Linked DNA regions of Gossypium arboreum: region 1 is linked to region 2. Evidence: chromatin contacts called from public Hi-C data. All regions are on one chromosome and are shown on one strand. The core of a region is the stretch at or near the end of the contact, and the rest is flanking DNA. Distances in the headings are between cores, read along the strand shown. Region 1 has its middle 44 kb from the start of LOC128286014. Region 2 holds the start of LOC108477214 (BTB/POZ domain-containing protein SR1IP1).

Evidence for each region. A called contact is a pair of places that touch in the nucleus more often than the background predicts.
Region 1: a contact with region 2 is called in a Hi-C map of leaf, with 3 times the contacts expected there. The contact joins the enhancer-like site here to the promoter of LOC108477214 in region 2. A contact is called at or near these places in 3 of 5 Hi-C or Micro-C datasets (all in leaf).

Annotation. Positions count from the first base shown.
Region 1 is chr12:35,175,740-35,182,248 of ASM2569848v2, forward strand. No RefSeq gene overlaps it. Among protein-coding and RNA genes, the nearest start is that of LOC128286014, 44 kb to the left of the region's middle. Within about 2 kb of position 4,287, at least 2 of the 2 cell types and tissues checked have an H3K27ac peak or open chromatin away from gene starts, as enhancers often do. A contact at or near this core is called in leaf, where this site is marked.
Region 2 is chr12:34,340,176-34,347,039 of ASM2569848v2, forward strand. LOC108477214 (BTB/POZ domain-containing protein SR1IP1) reads left to right here and starts at 1,984. Exons shown (of 5, transcript XM_017779693.2): 1 at 1,984-2,634; 2 at 2,732-2,801; 3 at 3,004-3,618; 4 at 3,702-4,241; 5 at 4,447-5,159. The coding sequence starts at 2,537. The coding sequence ends at 4,968.

The sequences.
Region 1 (6,509 bases), core at 3,037-5,536, 840 kb after region 2:
ACAATTTTTCATATTTTATTTAATTTTTTGTCAATTTAAATATTATTCCATTACAAAATTTTAAATTCCATTTAAAATAAAAAAGTATCATTTCATTTTTTTAGGATTTTTTTGGATTTTAGCCTAAAATAATAGGTTAATTCCTAGGAGTAGGCCTGCTGGTGCCGGCCAACCTCTCCCCATTTCTCAAGCCTAGTGCAGACCTGACCCAAACTTGCCTAACATGTCATTTCACCTTGTTTTTTCTTATAGGGTGCCGCCAATGACACTCCATTTCTCGGGCTTCGTGTGTGTAGTGGCACAGGCTTGCCTAGCATGTCATTTCACTTCTTCTTTTTTTTTTTTCATTTCATTTCTATTTCAATTCCATTTAATTTGAATTTCTATTTCATTTCATTTGAATTTCCATTTCATTTAAATTATATTTTTTTCTATTGAAATTTAATTTTTTCATATTTCATTTATTTTATTTATCTTCTCATTTTCATTTAATTTTTTCCATTTCATTTAAATTATCTTTTTACATTTAAAATTAATTTTTTTCTCATTTCATTTAAATTATCTTTATTCCCATTTTAATTTAATTTTTTTCTCATTTCATTTAAATTTATTTTTTCATTTCATTTAAATTATCTATCTTCCCATTTTCATTTAATTTTTCTCATTTCATTTAAATTATTTTTTCAATATAAAATTTTTTTCTTATTTCATTTAAATTATATTTTTTCATTTAAATTTAATTTTTCCTCATTTCATTTAAATTATCTTTCTTTCCATTTTAATTTTTTTCTCATTTCATTTAAATTTAATTTTTTTTCTTTTCATTTAAATTATCTTTCTTTCCATTTTAATTTACATTTTCTCTTATTATTTTTCTCTCATTGTTGTTTATTTCATTTTAATGTGTTTTAAATTAAATATGTATGTATATTGTATTATATTTAATCAAGTGTATAATTCGAGTAAAGTATATCATTTATCAAAATTTTCATATTTTTATAATGTTTTTACAACATGCCCTCAATAATAGATAATTCACCATCTTTGAGTTCGGCATTGCGAGATGATTGACTGGAAACATAGACACGATGTGGGTAAGTTGATTGGTTGCGTCCGGATGTTCGACACACAATGCACAGTTTGGGTTCGCCCGTTTCCCTGACATTTATGTCATTTCAAATTCTTGTCGATTGTGGTCGACCTTTAGGATGTGTACGGAGACTACGGTCAGGCACCATCTCAAAAGCAGGGGGTGGAACTTCCAGTTTGAGACATAGGGTATTACAGGAAATTCGTTCCCCATATACGCAATGTGCGTTGCAATGTGTAGATCTCGTCTATGAATTGTTCAACATTTAATTTTGCTCTCGAACACGCTGCATGAACATGCGCACATGGATATCGAATATTCTGAAATATCCCGCAATCGCATCACTTGTTTCATAGATCAACTACATAAAACCTAGGTGGAAGACCCGAACGACGGCCGATGTACCCTTGAACTCAGAAAGTCTCCAAGTCGCGCGAATACAATTCTGCGTTCATTGTTTGTGCCCTTCGACTATTTACCGCCATGGCCTTTCGGACACCCTTAATGTACACGTGTTTGGCCTTGATCTACTTAGCTTGTCTCAAACCTAGCCTAGGTATCAATGTGGCCAACCTATAAAATGTTGCTAAAAAAAAGCAGAAATCGACAGATGACGTGTGTGCCTCAATACAGAGTTGACCACCTCTACCAGGTTGGTCGTCATTTTCCTATACCGAAACCCCTCACCGTAACTTTGAGTCAATTGCCCGTTCTTCATACTACCTAACCATGTCCGGAGATTTGTTGGTAAAGATGACATCTGAGATTCAAGCCTCGCAAACCTCTGCCTGAATCTTCGCGGTTCTAACTCATCACCTGCATATTTAATTTGAAATCAGTATTTTAAAAACTTATAGGCTGAAAAAATTTGAAAAGTAATTTTGGAAATAAATACAAACAAAAATTTTTTACCCATGTTTACGAATTCTTTTTTCCAATCTTTATTCTTATAATCTCTGTGGAAGCTTGATGCAATGTGCCGGATGCAATAAACAAACCTTCACGGAACCTCCAATCGCCTTATCGCAGCAAGTAATCTTTTCGATTTATCTGATACAAGGCAAATGTTGTCTTTTCTAACAACATGCCTCCGTAGATTTCTAAGGAAAAATTCCCAAGACTCGAAGCACTCACGCTCCATGATGGCGAAAGCGATCGGAAGTAAATTTTGATTGCCATCTTGTGTAACAACAATCAAGAGTATTTGCGTGTATTTTCCATACAACCATGTCCCGTCCACCTGCACCATTGACTTGCAGTGAGGGAAAGCCCTAACATACGGCTTGAACGTCCAAAACAATCGGTGAAAAAATTGTTTCCCCGATTGTATCTCCCTGTCTGACCTTTATACGGTTTGCAAATTAGTCACTGTCCCAAGCACATACTCTTGCATCCCGACTATCCACCCTTAAAGCTCATTGCATGACGAATCACAGTTACCATACAACTCTCGTATCGCCGTTTGCTTTGCCCACTATGTCTTTCTGTACGATACTTTATACTTGAATTGAGCTTGCATGTTTGCAATAAAAGCCGACACCTGAATGGTGGGAGACTCTTTCACTAAAGAGATTATGCAGTTTCATATAGTTGTTGTATCTAACTTTCTATGGTCTTGCGACATACGAGTAGACGTGCATGTGTGTGGACCTTCTAGTTTCTTTATCATCCACATCTGTGTTTGCTGCATTAACGCGGCTCAAACATGCCAGTTACAACCACTTGACGCTTTCCAACATTCTCCTACGTACAAAAACTACGTCGACTTCATTACTTTATAATCCACACCTAACTTCAAGCTAAGTTGTTTTATAGCATGTAAACAGTTTTGTTGGTTATCGAATTGTTGTCCTACAAACAACTCTTCATCGCCGAATTCAATATCAAGTAGGTGAGCCAGCACAATGTTTGTATATTCCGAGAACTCGCCTGCAAGAGCCGCATCAGGATCCACGTCAGTTATGAAGGACCCTGGATTATTTCTTATAACTATACCAGGGCCCGTGTTCACGGCCAAATAGAGGTTTACATTTTCACCCTCCATCAGCCTTTCTTTGTCTATGCTTCAAGGATGTCATCCAAATCGAGGTCACTAAAATCATCGTTGGAATCACAGTGGGACTGATCATCATTATCAGACTCTTCATCACCATATTCTATGGTGGCCAACACCTCTGAATGGATCTCTAGACGAGTACATGAGTTTGGGATGTTATACGAACATCCACCGGTGTTTGGATTTTCGGGAGTTGGCATTGACCGTCCAAAACCCGACTGATTTTCCTAGGAGACTTTAAGATCAAAATCAATTCCAGAGCACTAGCTTCTTGGAGTTACAACTTGAATAGGATTCGATTTAGCTATCTCCGCAAACAACTCAACAGGGTTGGGATTTTCTATCTCAGGGGGGCAATAAATTGCTATCATTGTCTCTAGATCATCATCATCTTTAAGCTCCATTTTGGAGAACTTGAGCGGATCAGTTGAAATCAGAAATTTGTAAAACAATCTCACATTTGCTTTCTACAATGGGTTGCTATCTTTGTACTAATTTTTCGTTTTAAATCTGCCAGCGAAATACGCTTGTTGAATCTCATTCCTATTTTTTTTCTACTTTGAAATACACGGCCTTCTTCAGTTGTATTTATCATTTCTCTATTGAAATGAACATAAACAAACAAAATTTTAGAACTTATCTTAAAATTTTTTTGCTTCATTCTAAATAAAGAAAAAAACTAATATTTTTAATCTTGATTTTCAATTAATAAAGCAAACAAAAAACTCAAATAAAAGATAAAATACCTATATATATTTGATAAATTTGGTGTCGACCATCTACTGGCCAGCACTAAAATTTTTGTTTTTAAATTCATTGGTGCCAGTCATCAGTGTCCCTAAGTAAAAAAAAAAATTGCCTTGGGACATGAAAAAAGTACCTGGTGCTGGCCAGTAGATGGCCAACACCAAAAAAATTATTTTTAAAAAATTTTAATTGGTGCCAGCCATCAGTTTCCAATTTTTTATTTTTTATTTTTATTTTTACATTGGGAGCCAAAATTGTACTTGGTGTCGGCCATTACATGGCCAACACCCAAAAAAAATTTTCTTTGTTTAAAAAATTTAATTGGTGTCACCCATCAGTGTTCAAAAAAAAAATATTGGGACACGGAAAAAGTACTTGGTGCCGGCCATTACATGGTTAACACCCAAATTTTCTTTTTTAAACTTAACTGGTGCCAGCCATCAGTGTACCAAAGTAAAAAAAAAATTACATTGGGACACGAAAAAAGTACCTGGTGCCAACCATTTACTTGTCAGCACCAATTTTTTTTTTTTTTTTACATCTCTGGTGCCAACAATTACATGGCCAGAACCAATATTTTTTTTTAAAATATTGGTATTTTTATATTCTAGTATGATACGATTTTAAAAAAATATCCTGGTGTCGACTATTAGGTTTCTAAACTAAAAAAAAATTAATTTTTTAAAGCCTGACACAATCATTAAGCAATCATGGGACCAAAATACTATGTAGTGCCGGTCATTGGGTTCCTAATACCCAAAAATATTGTTTATTTCAAATTATTTTAATAATTGTTTTTGAATCTAGGTCATTTTTATAAATATCAAAATTTTTTAAGTGAAATTAGTAAATTAGCCAAAAAATTTCAAAAATATTTTTTCACAAGTTTCAAAAACAGTAATAAACTAGCCCTCAAATCCAATGGGTTAGAGTTAGCAATACTTTTCGGATTAGTGTGGACGGTCACACTTAGCTTCTGTTATTTTATTTTAGTAACCTGTCAACGTTCAATCAATTCCTATGGTCCAGTATCACTATCGCTGCTACAGTCATGGATGTCAATCATTCATCTGATAATGAATGTTAAATAACGTCGGCAACTTCCATGGCTCATGAGTTTCCTTATTATCTCACATACTAACTTTTTTCCTACCTTCAGCTAAACCAAAGCCTAGAACTTTGGACTGAATCATGGCCAAATATGGTGGGCAACATTGATGGTTCTTACACACACTGAAAGAAGACATTAAAACATGAATATTCCTTTCACAACCAGCTGCTGCAAATGGCCAAGGAAGGGCGGATTTTTAGAGTTGAAACGGTGCATTCAAATGGATTATATTTAAAGATTATAAACTCGGAAGAATTTAGGTGATGAAGATCAGACCATGTTTTTAGAATGTTTGGAGCACCAGTTTAAGCTGCAACTTGTTTTCTTCTAAAACATCAATGGTTAAACCAGATATGGTCACCTGTTAGTGTTCTTCGCCACCCAGACTGAGATGGTTACCTATAATGGGCTTTCGATTTTCAACTTTCAAGAGATCATTGTCGACTTTCAGTAGCAATTTTGGCTGCCAATGGTCATTAATTGCTTGCTTTTCCTGGGTTGAAATTTAAATTATTTATTTTTATGATTAATAATTAATATTTTATAATTTTTTAAAGATTAAATATAATTTTATTATTTTTTAAAAATTAAAATATAGTTTTACTATTATTAATTTAAAATTTTATAAATTATGCCTAGCCCCACTTCGTTTGTCACTTGCTTTGCCTATTTTCTTCTTTTTTTTCTGGAAACTCCATATATTATGTTGTCTTTAGCGTTTTTCACATTAGCAATTGTAGTGCTAAGATGAGATTTTAGACCAGAGAGAAGGTGTGTCTAATTTCTCTTTTCTGGTTGTTTATTTTCCTTATCAGGATCATCTTAGAAACCCGTTGATTACGGTGCATTAGATAGATGGCAACGTGGCATAGGCCAATTATTTCAATGGACGAAGAAGAGTTCTGGAGATGAGCCAGGTGCATCTGGGAGTAGAATTATGAGAACTTTGGTCCCCTACTGGGACCGTACCTCACATTTGACAGATAAAAAGAAGAAAGTGTTTTTAAGGACCGACCATTTTCTTGGTAGAACCCAAGCTGTCTGGTACTTGAAAGGATGGCTTGCCCTCTCCTCGTATACAAGCTAAACCCAAATGTTGTATGCTTTTGTTCAATTAAATCGACTCGGTTGCATATGAAAGTTATAGACATATGAGGAGTGAGAGTTCTAGGTTTTCCTCATCTTTGCATCTATTCATCTTATTTCCTTTTACAGCCTTCTTTCCGATGCACCCTTTGAAAGTTGCAAACTCAGTACAAGTATTCCCCTCTTTAAGAACAATCAGAATCCCAGAGGTTCTAGATTGGTAGGACTCTGAGCTAGGATTAGCTTTTGAAATTGAAACTTCATTTGCATCCCAGAATGATGGCAGTAATTAAACAACCCAATCTGTCAATTGATGGCTCCTTGAATTCATTGGACGACCCTATCTCTACGTGAACCATAAATTTTGGACATCATGTTGAACATATAACATAGTTAAGAAAATGGTAACGTCAGACACC
Region 2 (6,864 bases), core at 734-3,233:
AATGATTTTTTATTTCCCATACATATTAGTATTTAAAAACAACATATTTGAGATTTTATTTTTCTAGGATTTTTATATAGAACTTTTGTTTTTAAAATAAATATGATTTTTTTTATAATTCTATATAGAATCATGGTCTAGTTGATAGAAAATAAAAAGTTAAGGACTAAAATTGTTATCATACCAAGTTAAAACGTGTCACTTAACAGTTAAGTGACAAAAAAAATCAAAAATGTTAATAGCCAAATTATAACTTTTTAATTAAATGACAAAACTAAAACTTAACTATAGTTTAATAACTAATAATACAATTTACCTTAAATTTAAATACTATATATATAAAGTTATTCAAATTACCCTACATATTTGAATTTTACGAAAATTTAATAATAAAGATGAAAATTCCAACATCAAATTCCTTAGGCACAAGCCACCACTCTTCTACTTTTCAAGTTTTTTTTTTAAATTTTTAATTTTAAAACTAATTTTATGTTTTCATTTTTGAATTTCAAATGGCTTTATAGCATTTTTCATATTTTTAATGATTTTTTGAAAATAAGAAAAAAATTATTTTTAAAATTTTTATGTATTTGGTTTTTGAATTTTGAATTTTAAAATATTTGCTAATACATTGTACAAAATAAAATAGTGCCATGTCAACAATAAAGTATATATGGATTATGATGCAAGATTTCACATTGATATCTAAAGGTTAAAAATTTTTGGAAAATTTTTACAATTTCAACTTTTAGGATCTTTATTGAAAATATGAAAAAATTATTTTTAAAATTTTTATATGCATTTTTGAAGAGTAATAATCAAATTAATAAAATCTTAAATGCTAGAGCTTAAAATTACTTTATTTTAGGCTTAAATCACAAAATGTTATCTAAACTATACCTATTTTCTCAAGTTGGTACTTAAATTAATTTTGGTTACAAGTGGTATTAAACTATACTATGTTACCAAATAAATAAATAAATAGCAACTTGAGAAAAAAAAAGTACAATTTAGGTACCATTTTATGATTTAAGTCTTTTTGTAAAATTGTCACATTGTCCGATTAATGACAAATTTAAATAGTATTATGAATTGAGTCAAAAATATTAAAATGTCTAGAACTATTCATAATATTTACATAACCCTTAAATAAATAAAAAAATACGTTTTCTTAGGAAGAAAATAATGTTGATGTGAACAAGGTGAAGAGTAGCTTAGTGTGTTGAAGTATAAGGAGAAAATAAATAAATTTCAAGAATTGAGCTGCATATTTGATGAAATAGCCGGGAATTATTAAAAGAAGGCATTTAATAACTTAAGCTTTTGCATTTCATGGTTAAATTACCCCGTTTTTAATGTGTAAAAGTTTCCAGTAGCTATGGTGCCCATTAGCATTAGTCCTTTTAACTTGATTGCACCAAGAGTCAAAATTTGATAGAATAACATAATAGTTGAGAAAATGGGACAATTGCCTGCAACTAAATACAAAAATCCTTTTAATGTTGGTATAACCAGAAAATCCAAAGGATGGGGCCGGGAATAGCTGTGAAATGGATATGAATTATAATCCCACTACTTCATATCAAATCTTACCATGGATTGGCGACCAAATCAACTATCAACGTTATGAAGGGGACCCTTAATTTAAATTGCGTAAAACAGATGATCACGCTTTTCATTAGTTTCTGAGAATTTCTACCCAACTTTAGCAAATATACACCCAGTTATCTGCTGCCTTCAAAATGTAGGGACAAACTGATCTCTTCTATCATTTTCCTACTGCTGCTGATTGGAGACTAGTTACAGTGGCGAACAAGTTGTCGCTCACATCACCAATTACACAAGGGCTAGACTTGGAATGTTAATATGATGACTACAAAAGTAGTCAAAAATGTTTTCTCCATTATTACACTGTAAAACAATATAAGAGTAACATATTTAAAAATAGTAAGAACATTAAATCTTTTAAATATCCTGTAAAAACTAAAACATAAAATTTTATCAGAGATAGATGGGAACATTTGTGGATGGGAATATTTCCCACTTACAAGCTTTCGACCTTTAGCCGCCAAGGAAGTTGGAGCCATCTCATCTCTATAACCCACACCACACGCTGTTAATCTTCATCTATCTTCTCATGCACTCACCTCATTTCATTCCACTATTACCAAAATTGCCACTCATTTTAAACCTTGTCCACCGTACACCCTGCCCTCTAGTTTCCTTGTGAGGCCTAGTTTTGGGAATTCCCCATTTCTGATGGCTTTTTTTGTAAGGCTGAAGTTAGATAATGCAGTTTCATTAGAGATTTAGAGAGATGATAGCTCCTGCTTCTGCTTCTCATTTAAACATTCAAGGCAAAAGAAGAAGAGACAAAACATTGAAGGAAATGACATGTTTTTGTTGCTTCCTTACAACCTTGTAAAGTTATAAGCATCGTGTCCGAATTTCTCTGTGCCAACTGCCAAGGTTCTCATTATCTATGGCTTGATGGAGATAGAGATAAGATCATGGTAAAATCAGTTGAGTGTGTTCCATGGTGGATTTTGTTAAGGAGGAGATTGCACCTACTAGTTTTAACATGTCATCTAAAAAGGAGCTTCTTTCCACAGCCATGAAGAGAACCAGCGAGTGGTATCAGTATTATTCCCTTTTCTTTCAGTAACAGGGATCATTTTTGATGAAGTGGCTGCTGAAGTTGATAACCTGATCTCTTTGTTGTTTTTTCCAGGATTTTCTCTCAGGAGATTCCCAGTGATGTCACTGTCCAAGTTGGAGGAGTTTCTTTCTCACTGCATAAGGTAGAAATCAAACACTTTAATTCATGTATTTCCATTTATCAGAATGACAAGCAGCCGTAGTGTTGTAACCATGGTCGCTAATCGGACACAGTTGATGTTTGTATTTATTTAGTACCATTTATAGACAAGTTGGCATCTATATTTTGTTGTATATATGGCAGAACCGTGCACTTTTTGAACTTATTTCCTACTTGAATTGCAGTTTCCATTAATATCTAAGTCTGGATACGTAAGAAAAGTTGTAACGGAATCCAATGATGCTGATCATTCAATCATAGAAATCCCCAATGTTCCAGGTGGAGCAGATTCATTTGAACTAGCAGCTAAATTCTGTTATGGGATAAATTTCGAGATAAGCAGCGAAAACATTGCCATGCTAAGATGTGCGGCCGAGTATCTCGAGATGACTGAGGACTATGCAGTCGGAAATCTTGTGGGAAGAACTGAAGCCTACTTGAATGAAGTGGCACTTAAGAGTCTAGCAGGAGCAGTTTCTGTGTTACATATGTCTGAAAGCCTCCTCCCTATTGCAGAGGAAGTTAAATTAGTGAGCCGGTGCATTGACGCAATCGCGTATTTAGCTTGCAAAGAGAGCCAGTTTTATATGTCTAGCAGGTCTGATAGTGGCAATGATGGTACCATTTCTTTGACAACCACTAACTCGAGATCAATTGTCGATTGGTGGGCTGAAGATTTAGCTGTTCTTCGAATCGACATCTTCCAACGGGTTCTTATTGCAATGGTAGCAAGAGGGTTTAAACAATATGATCTTGGTCCAGTGCTTATGCTTTATGCACAAAAGGCTCTTAGAGGTTTGGTGAGACACCCATACCAACATGATGGACTTCTTTACTAGATATATGTTTGATGTCTAAAGTGCAGACTCTTTTTTTCATGCAGGAAGTATTTGGAAAGGGGAGGAAGAAAATTGAGCCGCGACAAGAACACGAGAAAAGGGTTGTGTTGGAAACCATAGTGAGTCTTCTGCCTAGGGAGAAAAATGCGATGTCCGTAAGCTTTCTATCAGTGTTGCTTCGTGCAGCGATATACCTTGAAACAACTGTTGCTTGTCGACTTGATTTGGAGAGAAGGATGGCCTTGCAATTAGGACAGGCTGTTTTGGATGATCTCTTGATTCCTGCATATTCTGTTACCGGGGATACATTATTTGATGTGGACACCATGCAGCGGATCCTGACGAACTACGTTGAATATGAAACTGAAGGCCACCATTTTGGATACAAAGAAGATGATGAGTACATTTCTCCCCCACCAAGTGACATGGAAAGGGTGGGAAAGCTAATGGAGAGCTACCTAGCTGAAATAGCATCTGACCGTAATCTACCTATCTCGAAATTCATCGGTCTTGCTGAACTCATTCCGGAACAATCCAGGGTAACAGAGGATGGGATGTATAGAGCCATAGATATCTACCTCAAGGTACATAAATCTCCATCTTAAGAATCTGCTGCAACTTTATTCCAAGACTTTGTACACATAGCAGTAATGGTGATCTTGAAGCATTTGCATACAAGATAATATTACTACTATCAAGATTCACAACTTTTCAGTATAATTGTTAATGTTATGATCTTTTTGATCCACCATACATATATTCCTTCACTGATTTGATTACAATCAATAGGCCCACCCCACTATTACTGACATGGAGAGGAAGAAAGTTTGCAGTTTAATGGATTGCCAGAAACTCTCGAGGGAGGCCTGCGCGCATGCGGCTCAGAATGACCGTCTTCCAGTGCAGACCGTGGTTCAAGTCCTTTACCATGAGCAGCAACGCCTTCGAGATGTTATGAATGGAAGTGGAGATTCCCCTGCTGTCATTCCTTCCAAGGTGAATTTATACCCTACTGATGTCCATCCAGTTTCAGGTGAACTGTCCAGCTTGAAAAGAGAGAACCAGGACTTGAAACTAGAGCTAGTGAAAATGAAAATGAGACTGAAAGAAATAGAAAAATCAACATCAGCAAAAACTGCAGTAAGCAGTCCCATGGGAAGTATTACGCCATCATCTGATAAGCCTCCTTTGCCTAAAAAATCATTTATGAATTCAGTTTCCAAGAAACTCGGACGGCTTTATCCTTTCGTCCCTTCCAGTGCCAAAGGTCGAACAAGACCCAGCAAAGATAGGAGACACTCCATATCTTGACACCACATTGCTTTGCCTAAAAATCATTATTATTTTTTTTTGCGTGGGAAATTGTTTAGCGTCTGTGTTACTTGTAAGGCTCGAGAAAACTTGGAGCGCTCACCTCTCTTTTATTTTATGGGGTACCTTTCAATATCTGCTTCTTCTGTATGTTATTGCTGTAAATAATATCATCTTTATGTTTGATACCACATCACGGAGGTTTTTGCTGCCATTTGAAAGACTACTTTTCTTTAACTCTGTTCAACACATAACAAAGTGACTCCAACTCAAAATTTAACTTGATTCTTCAATTCTAGCCGCTCTATAAATTGAATTTCAACCCATTGCGAATTCTAAAAAATAAAAATAGCAAATCGTGACTGTTGGTTTTTATCAACGGTAAAATCAATTTTTTAAAAGAAGAAAGTAATATTACCCTTTTGCACTCCTGTATATCTTCCCAATCTCATTTCATTCTCAAGTTTATTTTCTCTTAATTTTCAATCTCAAATTTCTAACTAAATTTCATATTTTTTTAGTTACCAAATATTAATAATTTCGATTTTCATCATATCAAATTCCTTAAGTAACATAAATTTAATGTGTTTAAAATTTTTAGTAATATGTTTTAGTTGTTTGAATCTATTGTTATATTGTATTTAAGATGCCTTAAAAGAAAAATAATTTTTTATTTTAATAATATTATAAATTGAGAAATAATTTTTTATTTTAATAATATTATAAATTGAGAAATAATTTTTTTATTTTAATAATATTATAAATTGAGTTTAATTAACATTGCAGATTTTTAAAATGTCAACGACACTAATTCCTTTGGATCACACATGGGCACGCACACACGCGCGCGCGCGCACACACACACACACATATATATATATATACATAAATGATGCATATTTAGTAGACTTGTTCGTGTGCCAGGTCACTTAAAAAGTGGGAGGGTTAAGGTAAAACTATAGGCCTGAAAAATGAGTTTTGACAAAAAAATGCCCGTTTAGAAAACGGGTTAGGCCTTGGGTAAGATTTTTTGGCTCAGGTCCGACCCTGCTTGAATTTGAAAAAAAAACTGCTATTTTGCTGTTGTTTTCCCATTGTTTTGCTACCATTTCACTATTATATTGTTCCTATTTTTTTGTTATTGTTTGGATATTATATAACTCTTGTTTAATTGTTAATTTTACTATTATTTTAGAAACATTTGCTTGTTAAGTTGTACCTATCATAGTGTTATTTAAGTATAAAAACTTTTTTAAATTTAGGGTTAAATATAAAATTGCTACATGAACTTATCCGCTTCTCCCAGATTGGTACTTAAGGTTTTTTTTATCCCAGATTGATACCCGAACTTTTTTTCCGTCAACTAGTTTGGTACTTTTTTTAACGCCGTTAAATTTGAGATAGGTGGCAAAATAGGATTGTGACACGTGGCATGATTATGTCATAATCTATTTTTCTATTTCATTTTTTCTTTTCTTTTTTTTTCCTTTTTCCTTTTCTTTTATTCATTCTCGTTCCCATCTTATTTTTTTTTCTTTTCTTCTCCTCCTCATTTCTTTTCCAACCCTAGCAGCTGCCAGCATGCTCCACTCTGGCATTGTCACCGAAGTTTGTTCTTTGGTCCAAATAATGGTACCGATCAACTTTTTCCTCTTGCTCTTTCATTTCCTCTAATTTTTTTCACTGAGAACTCTTTGAAATCCTGTTGGGTTTCTCCTCCTCTTGTCACCTTGCTCCGATGTCGTCATAACCTATTTCAGTGTCATCACCTATCAGAGAAGCACCGAACGACTTTTCTTTCTCTCCTGCTTCTGCTCCTCTTCTTTTCTACTTCATTTTTTGTTTTTAAAACCCCTGGTTGTTGCTACTCTCATCGTTGTTGTTGTTTGATAAGCC